Linked DNA regions of Oryzias latipes: region 2 is linked to region 1. The links are chromatin contacts, called in public Hi-C maps. All regions are on one chromosome and are shown on one strand. Each heading gives the region's core, a stretch centred on a gene start, on an enhancer-like site or on the middle of the called end of the contact. The rest is flanking DNA. Distances are from core to core; before and after follow the strand shown. Region 1 holds the start of psma1 (proteasome subunit alpha type-1). Region 2 holds the start of c6h11orf58 (small acidic protein).

Evidence for each region. Hi-C and Micro-C count contacts between places; a contact is called where the count stands out from the background.
Region 2: a contact with region 1 is called in a Hi-C map of embryo, with 2.7 times the contacts expected there. The contact joins the promoter of c6h11orf58 here to the promoter of psma1 in region 1. A contact is called at or near these places in 3 of 5 Hi-C or Micro-C datasets (embryo and fibroblasts).

The regions. Positions count from the first base shown.
Region 1 is chr6:7,545,569-7,551,023 of ASM223467v1, forward strand. It overlaps psma1 (proteasome subunit alpha type-1), which reads right to left and starts at 2,345. Exons shown (of 10, transcript XM_004069392.2): 1 at 2,171-2,345; 2 at 1,287-1,331; 3 at 1,084-1,185; 4 at 743-846. The coding sequence starts at 2,173.
Region 2 is chr6:7,893,902-7,899,356 of ASM223467v1, forward strand. It overlaps c6h11orf58 (small acidic protein), which reads left to right and starts at 2,992. Exons shown (of 5, transcript XM_004069394.4): 1 at 2,992-3,148; 2 at 3,835-3,912; 3 at 4,005-4,065; 4 at 4,195-4,304; 5 at 5,298-5,455. The coding sequence starts at 3,095.

The sequences.
Region 1 (5,455 bases), core at 1,095-3,594:
GCATCAACTAGTTTCTCCAAGCTCTGTTCAAGACATCCGATCTTTAATACTTGAACTATTTTTAAGATGTTAGTCTGCAGATTTGGTGACTGCCTTAATGCATTTATCAAAACATAGGACTGTATCCATGACTACACCCATGTTTCTGGCCTAGTTGGTGGTTTTTAGATGAATAGATTGAAGCTCTATATGACATCAAACCACTTCTCTTTAGCCCCAAACACAACAAAAAGTGTCTATTCATCATTTTCCAAATATGTGTTTCTGCAGCTCATCGCTTCTCCAGTGGATGGATCAAACGCAGAGAACACTGTTCACCAATCCAGGAGCGTAGCTTTAACTTTCATTTTAAATACGACAAAATGTAAAAATGGATGCACTTAAAATGCGTGCAGGCAATGCGCATCTTGGCTGCAGTTTTTGTGCTGGTTGCAAGTAAATACATGCGAATAACATCAGCCAAGGCAATAACCTCAGTTTTGTGTTTGTTCAGCTGAAGTAATTGAGGCACATCCAGTCTTTCATATATTAAATACTTTTACCAAGAGCTTGTAGAGGGCCTTGCTCTCCTGTGATTTCTATATCTGTTTGTCATCTGTGTAACGCCATAAATTAACCAATGTTAGTGTTTAGATGTACAGTTGACACCCATGAAAAGTGACATTTCTCCCCAAACACAAGAAGTTTAACACAAGAAAACATGGAAAAAATGTTCAGGTCCATGGAAGTCGCTGCAACTCACCAGAGCAGCCGAGCGTCCGCCGTCAGTCCAGCAATGGAGATGCCAATGTGGTTATCAACATGAAGGATCTTCTTCTGGTGGGCAGCCAGCTCAGACTGGGCTCTCTGCAGACCAAAAAGGCACAACAGTAATGTGTGGTGTGTTACAGATCTTTAACGACATGTTTTAATTAATAAGAAAGACAGGAAAGTGCCGGCTAGTATGAATATTAATGGGTGTAACCAAACACTGTCATGGAGGTTAAGGCTCAAATAACACTAAAGGAGAGTTGAGCACGTGAAAAGAGCCGTTTCAGCGTAATGGAGGCTGGCAGCAGTTCTAGTCGTGTTGAGTGACGTTACCTTAAGTGCAACCAGGACCGCGTGAGTTCTGGACTTCAGTCCGACGGTTGCAGAACCTTGTTTCACAGCCTCCATGGCATATTCGATCTGATGAATGCGGCCCTGCGTTTGCACCGACAAACCAAACAGTCAAACTACACACAGCCGGACAAAACCAACACACAAACAACAACACACGCTCCAGTAAGTAAAGGGCAGCTTACCTGAGGACTCCATACCGTTACGTCGTTGTCGTACTGATTGCGGAACTAGGAGGGAACACAAACGCGCGTTATGATAATAACACAGCATCCTTCTCATGATCTACAGCCAGGCTTACATAGTTGTCCTGCATTAGTACGGTTAGTGTTCTCGTCTCTAGACTCCAAACCAACTGCACCGTGTTCGCGGTCAGAACGTCTCATAAGGATTGGAAGGACGCGTTTCAATTACTACAGACTGAATAATTAATCAACCTGTTCGTGTCATCCTCAAGAAAAACGATTGAATCCAGCAGTGGATGCAGCAAACCAGCTAGCTACCTGCTGCTTCTACTAATTTAGTTCGGTTCTTATTATCTGTAATAAAATCAAATGATTTAATATGAATATCATCATCATGATACGTGAAATGATCCCAATGGCTGTAACTCCATAACTGACGGACTACGTTGTGTTTTTAAATCTAGAAGAAAGCGAAGAGCTGAAGAAAAACGAAAGTGAAGACATGACTGGACTCCCGATGCTAACTTTTAGCTAGCTGTTAGGATTAGCTTGTTCGCAACAAGGTATTCCAAAAATATTACATTTCTAATCTGCTATTTGCAATGTTTTCTCACTATTAAACCTGTTTTACTTTAACAGTTTAAAGTACTTAACTAACTTCTATTGTTTAGAGTGAGCTAATACTTAAAGCTAATGTTAGCGGCTGTTTTGCTTACTCACAGTGCAGACCAACTTAGCTAAGCTAACTTTAGCATGGAAATATTTTAACAATTTCTTGAGGCTTAAAAAGTAACAGTTTAGGATCGAATGCGTTTTCTTACATTCCTAGAAACGTTTTCTGGTACCGAACGGAGGATTTGTCGTTAAATTTCCCTCACACTTACCATCTCTGCTAAAGTCTCGCTTCCTCCGCCTGCGCCGGGATCTCGATTTAGTTTCCTGGGTTCCTCGGCAGACGGCAGGGAAAAGCAGCAGAAAGCCGATTTCAAACGATCGATGATTTCAATGATCGATGCCTTTGAAGAGCCGAACAGAACCAGCAGAGCTATAGAATAGAGCAGAATAAAATAGAATAGAATAGAATAGAATAGAATAGAATAGAATAGGATTAAAACACAAACAAACAGACTCGTGGTTTAAATGTCAACATAATAAACAAAACACAAGTAATACGTCAGAATTAAAATACTAGTTAGACAATTCTTCTAAACTTTAAAAATATAAAAAAACGTTACTAACCTAATGGCGTCCATACCAGTTAATAGACTAATTAAAAACCATATTATTTAAAATATTGTGTAAGATGCTTAATACTTGGGCAAGACACTGAACCCCCACTGAAATACTTAATATTAATAATTCTTTTCCTTATTTTTTCCCTTTTTTTTCCTTTTAAACATTTTTTGGGGTACAAAAACCATCACTTTAAAAACAATAAACAATAATTTCACAAGAAACAAATTCTATAAAAGTCTTTATGGTCAAATAGTATCTAAAGAGTAAATGTTTTTCTATCAATTTTGATGTTTAATATTTTTAAAACAAGCATGTCTAGTTGTGCAACAGTACTAGGTTAAGCGTGAAACATGCATGTCTTTACCAAAGGAAAAGAAAATCCAAATGTCACTGCACATGCTTCAAACCAAAGATTGATTTCGGCATCTTATTCTGCAATGGTGGTATTTCATAATTTACTATCTGGACCACATGGTTGAGATGTGATTGTGCTAAAGACACTGATTTAATGACAGTTGTATCTGGACATGAAGAAAACTGTTAGTAGTTTTATTGTTCTAAAACTTTAATCAACTAAAACAAAGATAAAAAACAGTGCAGCAAACCTGCAAAAATCTGCAAATAAATAATAAAGTTTTGCATGATTTTATATTGTTTTCAGTCTGAATATTTCACCCTCTGGTGATTTTGTAGGAAGTTTGTGTTCAATTACTTAACGAGCTTTCAGAGCAGACAGGTTAAATTCACATCATTTCCACATCATCCCTGTAGTCTATTTATTTATTTGAAAGCTGATCTCTGAGGTGACCCCTGAAGGGATGTGCTGACAGGCGAACAACAGCAGCAGCATTTGTCATATTTGTGTTATAGTCACCGTTTACCCCGCTGCGGTTTCTTTACACATGAATTTGAAGAAGGAAAGCCGAGAAATGGAGAAAGAGGTTGCATCAACATTTCTTGGTAAAAAGAATCCTAAATAAAGAGTATTGAAGCAAAACAAAACAAAACAATGTTATTAATTCCAACGTCAGGGTTGACTGTTTCTTCATTCAAGTTTGTATTGTGGTAACAACTTTTTGGGGGGATTAATTTATTGATTTTATCTTCTAACATGCAGATACAATTCCAGCAAGGAAATACTGTTTAAATAATAAAAAATAAATAAATAAATAAATAAAAACATTAAATGACATCATAACAATAAAAACGAAAGAATGAAAATATTTCTAACAAAATGTGGGCATGAGTTTATTAAAGCCCACCCCTTTTCCATTTTCCTGCTGTCTTTACACTTCCATTGTAAATAAGTATTTTCCTAAAGTAACAAATAATGGAGGAATTTCTCAAGTGCGTTCATGCAGTTTGTTGAAAGAAACTATAATCCTTTAGCACATTTAGATTTGTGCAAAAACAAATCTGTGTTTGGATAGGCTAAAAAACACAGTTACATCTTAAGGAGTAAGAATTACTCTGAGGATAAAAAAAATTCTACATTACTTAAGTTTGAACATTCTTTTTTATATTTTTCTTTTACTTCAGTCGTTGTTTCCTTTGGCTCAACTATGGTAGTGTCTTCAGATGACCACTAGATGGCAGCAGTCAATTGGAGGTGTTGTTTGCATGCTCCCTGCATTTTTTTTTGGGAAAAATGTAAAGATTTAGTCACAAACTACCATCTGATCTACACTTTGAGTTTCAGGTGCATTTATCAGTTTTTAATCTCCAGTAATTTTCACATTGTTTTAGAAAATGACCTAGAAAATAAAAAATGTTGACAAAGGCATGAAAAATCTGTGTCATCATTCAGTCACAAGAAATGGCACGGTTTTGTGCTTCAAGTTGTTTTTCTGCAAACATATTGTGTGTTTGCATTTATGTTGCTTGTCTTGTCAGCTCAGATAAATCCGGTTTAGCCATAAAAAGGTAAACTGCACCTTATTGTGCTTTTGTCTGCGCTTTCAGAGAGATCAAGTTAACCTGATGAGAGGCTTTTCTTGTTTGAATAAAGCCAGTTTAAAAGAAAACAAAAATATCAATACATTATTTAAATGCTGATTAAAGGAGAGCTTCAGTTAGTAATTTAGAATCAACTCTGCCTGTCGTAGAGTGTGACATGTTTGAAACATGAGCTGTGTGTCTGTTTGTCTGGTTTCTCCTCAGCCACATTTCCACTGATGCCACTTTATCAAGAATCCCTGAGGAGCTGCTCAAGAGACTTTTAAAGTTGACTGATTTTCTCTTTAACTATTACAAGTTTTCTAAAATAATGTCATTATTTAAATTGAGAAAAGTAATGTTATGGCAATAACACAGCATCCTCAAGCATCAAAGTTGATGGCTGGATTAATTGAAAGTTAAGTGAAAACGCTCTTCAGTTTTTTTCTCATTCAAGGTGATGCCAAATGAGGGGGGTCAATAGATGAGCCACATACGGCGTCATTCTTCTTTTCTTTACTTCCTCAAAAACTATGTAAAACTACAAAATGAATGAACTCAGTCGGGGTGGGATTATATAAACTTGCTTCTTCCAACTCTTTTTCAAGCATTCAATAAATCAAGCTCTGCTTGAATTTAGTTAATGATCACTATATTTAATTAAGAAAATGTGACTTAAGTGTGTCTTTGTCTTTCTTCCTTTTTCATCTATGCTTTTCATCATTTCTGTCAGGAGTTTGATAAATATGTGTGATTTTTTAAAATGTATTGACTACAATTAATGCTTGAAATAAAGAAAAAAAAATCGAATCTTTTCCATGAACCGTGTTCTGATTTATTCTGATGTCAGGATCTTAATGCTGACAAAGTTTCAACCATGGACACATGACGGACACGCGTGGGGAGGGGAACGGGACATTTCAGGCGGGGACTTCCAGCTTTCGGCGATCCCTCTTATTAGGCTCCACTTTTGATCCTCTTTTTCTGTTTCTGTTGTT
Region 2 (5,455 bases), core at 1,742-4,241, 350 kb after region 1:
TTGATCTAATAGTGGCAGATGAAGAGGAGGAACTGCAAGTTCATCTGTGTAATTTGTTGGTTTATAGAGTGAAACTTTACTCAACTATTTAATTTCTTGTGATTAAACAGAGCCTTTGTTAAGTCAATAGTTTCATTGTATATTTAAGACAGTGTTGTGTGTTATATTGTGAAGTTCCTTCTAATACGTGTGATTGATCTGATCAGTCAGACGTTAGCTAGGTGTCAACTGAAACCTTGATTGTCGTTATTTGCACTGAAATGCATTGTCAGCTAAAGTGACCTACACCCTCCAATAACCCTCCTGCCCCCGCCCCACTGCTACCATCTGATTCTTAAGAATCATACGAAGCCGTGCCGTCTCGACAATGACCAGACGACAATCTGGCTATCCCAGCCACCGTGGGTGTAAATGGGTGGACTGGATTGATGCTGCACAAAACTTATCATGGCGCTGATAGAAACACAGTGACTCTGAGACCTGCGTCTTGACAAATTGTGGTCGATGCTGAGAAGAATACGTCAAAGACAGAACATTGTGCTTGTTGCAATAATCATAGAAGAGCAATGCGCACAAGAGAGGCGAAGAAGAAGTTGTTGGGGGAGGCTGTGGTTGCAGCACAGATTGGTGCAGAATCGCCTTAAGCTTAACCCTTACCAAAAGCTGGGGAAAGTATGGTGAACTGGGGTGTTGTCCTCTACTCTCATCTACTTCTCTTCTCTCCTCTATTCTTCATAATTTATTCATCACATAGTTCTCCATGCCTCTGTTTGGCGCAGTGCGATTCATGTACTTTCCCTCTTTCCCACTCCCCTCCGGCGGAGGTAGTGCTTCCAGATTCCAGTTGGCTTGTCAAGCTACTTTACCTGACCAAGTACCTCGTCTCTGGCTCACCTCTATTACTGCTCCTGCACCTGGCTGTGGATCCTGCTATTGGCTCATCTCACGCCCCCTGTAGTTGTAGAGTTTGATAAGCTAATTCTTCTCTATGAGTTCTGGCATTGCCTGTCTGTCCTGGGGGAGGATCTCTCCTTCATGCAGTCACCCCTGAGGTTTCTTTGTTTTTACCGCGTAGGAGGGTCTATAGGCAGGAATGTCCAGTTTTAGTTTAGTTAGTTTAGAATCTATTGAATTGTGTGTTCATGATCCTTTTGATTTTATGTTTTACCCTACACTTGTCTGCACAAAGCCCATCGAGATGACTGTTGTGATTTTGGGCTATACAAATAAATTGAATTGCAGAATGGCCCACTTTTTATATATCCCTTGGGTTACTGTGTGGCTGGTGGCATTTAACATGGACGGCCGTCATCTGGAGACATTTACACATCGTCCAGTCAGAGCTGCCGCCGCCCTGTGGCCGCCCAGCTGTCACCCAATTTCATCCCTGCCAGACTAATTGATGCCTGATGGCGCCTCTACATTCATGACTACGCCAAAGATTTTTCAAAGATCGGGTGGTTGATTTCCAAGCTAGGCGAACCCAGGTGCTGGAACCCAGAATGAGGACAGGTAAGAATGATTTATTTCTCCAGTGGTAGTCATGATTTTGGCGAGACGTGGTCCGGAGCAGTGGAGGGCTTGTGGCATGGCTGAAGGTACAAACGCGGTCAGTGTAGTCCGAGTGGTCTTCCGGTCCTTCAGGACAGCAAGGTAGTAGGTCCACACTGACGTCACTCGTGGGTAGAATTCCTGAGGCAGGAGAACAGAATTAGAGCCAGAACTAAATGCAAGCCAAAGTATTCTAGAACTAGACGAGACCAGACTAGTCAGCATAATGGGCAACTAACTGGTGTTGGATTGTGGCGTTGGGTCTCCTTTTAAGGCAGCAGAGGGTGATGAGTGGAGTGACGGCAGCTGGTGGCAATCAGGAGCAGAGTGGAGCAGAGCTGGAGGGGGAGGAGTCTGACAGAAGCACCATGACACTTATGGTCAAAAAGTTGAGCATTAAATGAAATTTGCAGCACTTCATGGAGTAAACTGTTATTTTTTTAGATTTGTTAAAAGTGCGGTCTGCAAGGCAGAAGAGGAGCATCATGGAAGTTGGTGTTTCTCCTTTTTTCAAATGCTGTTTGGATGGTCATCAGGATACAGGCCTTGACAAATAACAGCCTGGGGCCAACAACAACGTTAACGTGGCACTGGTTGTCATTTAACCCTTGTGCTATCTGAGATGACCCCACCCTTACAGTGACATGTCAGATGGACGTTTTTGGGTTCAGGATGGCGCAGCATTTAATGATATGATTGACGGTTGGTTTTTTGTACTTTAATTTATGATCTAAAGCAAACGGCTTCAAAGAAGGGCGGGGACTAACATTTCTATAAGGAGAAGCCAAGTTGACATTTTAAAAAAACAAGGAATAAGAAGAATGTAAGGGTACAAGTGTAACAACACGACTTTTTAACAGACTTGGCAGATGGACTGGGGGGGAATTTCAGTTTAATAAAGGAACAAGGAGATTGTATATGTTTGTTTTAACCTACTAAAGAGTCTGCAGCATGAGTAGTGATTCCAGAGCTGAACTTTTCATTAGTTTAAGACCTAATTTGCATTACAAACTTTCCTTTTTAATGTTGGTTAATAGGCTAATGGGCAGTTTGTTTTAAGCCTAAACTTTCTCTTTTTTATGCTTTACCAGTGTCTTTATAGATTTCCTATTTTTTCTATTTTATAAATCTACATTCATTTATGTGATGATTTTTTTAATTACGTCTGGAGTTAATACATCCTTCCAGAAGGTGGCAGCATTGTTTCTTGCAAAGCGAACTCTCACACAATGTTTTTTTTCCATGAAACTTTATTTCACATTTTTCAAATTACAGAAATTCACATTCAGTTGCACAATAAAGAAACAATTGCAAATATCAAACACACATATAAGACCAAACAACAATAATAGTAATAGGCCCTGTATGTGTCATTTTTTTTGATCACACAGTAGTGAGTGACACCCCCCCCCCCAAAGAAAGACAGAGAGAGAGAGAACCGGAAGTGACGTTGAAAAAGAGCGAGTGTTGACAACCCCAGCTAGCTTGTAGTAGGTGGTGGCATGCTTCTCATAAGCCCGTTTAGTAAAAACTGTCCTTCATAATGTCTTCTCCTGTGGACAAACACGGCACAAAACGTCCGGCATCCCCCACTCAAGTGAGTAAAGATATACAAGTCAGAGAAATGCAAACATTACATATTATTGCCCCGCTAGCAAGTTGGCTAACGGTGTTGTTACTTACTACCTCTCATGATCTTCGTCTAAACGTGAACACACGCACACCATAAATGAAAGAAAAGGTCTAACTCTCCCACCACCTTTGTGAAGCTTATTTATTTAGAACTTTATGGTCAAATTCTAGAGAATCAAGTAAATCTGTTGCTTCGTACACTTCAGACTGAATTATTCAAAGTGAGTTTAGGCCCGAGCACTGTTTACCCACTGTTTATTATCTCCCAAAAGCACTTGTTTTTAAAAGTACAAATTATTATAGCTAAGTTGATGTTTTTGTGATTGTTTTAATAAAAGATAATTGGCAGGTTAATGTGATAGTTTATTTCTTTTTTTGTTTTCTGCTGTGACAATAAATGTGATGTGTGCAGTTATAATAGTGGCAAAGAAACATGTTTGGCCTCAATTATCAATACAGTCTGTGTTAGTGGTTAAATTTGTGGTTAAAAATACTAATCAAACCTATTTTCATAATGCTGTATTTTAAGTTACTTTTAAATTTTTGATAGGTTTAGAAAATTGTTGGAACTGTTGCTTAATATAAAAAACTTTGACATTTTATTAGTAACGTGAGCAAAACAAATTAGTTCAAATCTGCGTGTTCCTGCAGGACACCCAGTGGGCTGCTGTAGACCTGGGAAGTGATGAAAGGAAACAAAAGTTTTTACGGCTCATGGGTGCAAGCAAGGTTGGTTTGTATTTTAATACATCATCTTTCTCCTTTTTGGTGACTCATAATCAATGTTCTAAAAGTTTTTCTAACTTTATGTGTCCTATCAGAAAGAGCACACTGGCCGTCTCGTTATCGGTGATCACAAGTCAACGTCGCATTTTCGAAGCGGTGAGCTTTTTCATTTGACAAAATGCAGCTTCGTTTCTGTGAATGTAAACTGATTTTATGCAGCCTCGTTGATGCAGTCAGTGCATCAAACCGGACCTATACCCTGAACAGCTGGTTTCTTTGCTGCAGGGCAAGAAGATAGGAAGATGAACGAGGACCTGGAGATGCAGTATCAGCAGGGCATGGAGGGAAGGGTGACAGGCCGGGACCGGAGACACTGTGGTCTGGGTTTCAGTGAGGTGAAGATGATGGTTCAAAACCACTAAAATTGAAATGCTTAATATGAGCGCTCTGACTTAAAAGACGAAAAATCTGGAGATGTTTGGTGTCAGTTAGCCAATTTTCCACAACGAAGTCCATTGTTTTTGTTTTTCCAAACAAATTTAAGCCATTCCATTTTTCTCTTTGTAACTTTTCGTTGCAGCACATCTCAGAGCAGTCATTGGTCTGAAGGAAAAGAAACTCAGATTTTACTTATCACATCAGAAAGATCTGGCCTTGATCAGTTCCTTAAATAGGTTACATACACTATTGCACAGTGTTATTAAAAAAGCAACAATGCAAAAAAAATGAAGTGTTGTAGCTGTTAGATCACTTTTTAACTAGAATGAGTTTAGTACCTGATCAGCAGCTGTGTAAGTGATAGCTCTCACACACAAAACGCTTTAGAGACGCTGAAAACCTTAGTGGTATTAAAACAAAACCTTTGACTGAATCTAAAAAGAAAAATGTTTTGTAGGAGTTCATTTGATGCCAAATGAAAGCACAATAAGAACAAAGTTTTATTTAATCTTACAGTCAACAAACCTAAATGTTGATCTACTGTCGTTTTGTTCTGCTTTAAATGTCAAAGTAGCTTTAAGTTGTTGTGCTGCAGTTCAAATCATTTTGTAGGTAAGTAGCTCATAAGTGTACATTTATTAAGTAACTTGTAATATGAGGTAAATGTGTTCTTCAATTCTGTCACATACTTAAATATTTTCTGCTGGTGGTGTAACGTTTACCGTTGTAGTTCAATAATAATCTAGTCTTTTCTGTGATGTTTTTCTTATACAGTGTCAACCTTGGTTTGTTTTCCTGTTAAATGCTAATCTAAAGTCTTGCTCAACACAACAGCCTTATCTTGATACGACTTAAATCAATAAGTAGATGTTAAAAAGTTATAGTCAAAAGTTGAACGGTGGACGGATTCATCACTGACACTTTAAGCTTCTTGTATTCTCCTTTTCCAGCCTGAAGCTCAGCCAGAAACTCCAACGTCTACAGCAGTGGACGGTCAGGCCGGAGAAGTTAAGTCACTGAAGTCCACCACGGAAGAGACGCCCAAAGAAAGTCGGGACAAAGATTGTGATCCAACCCAGAAAGAGAAATCTCCAGAACACGGCGTGGC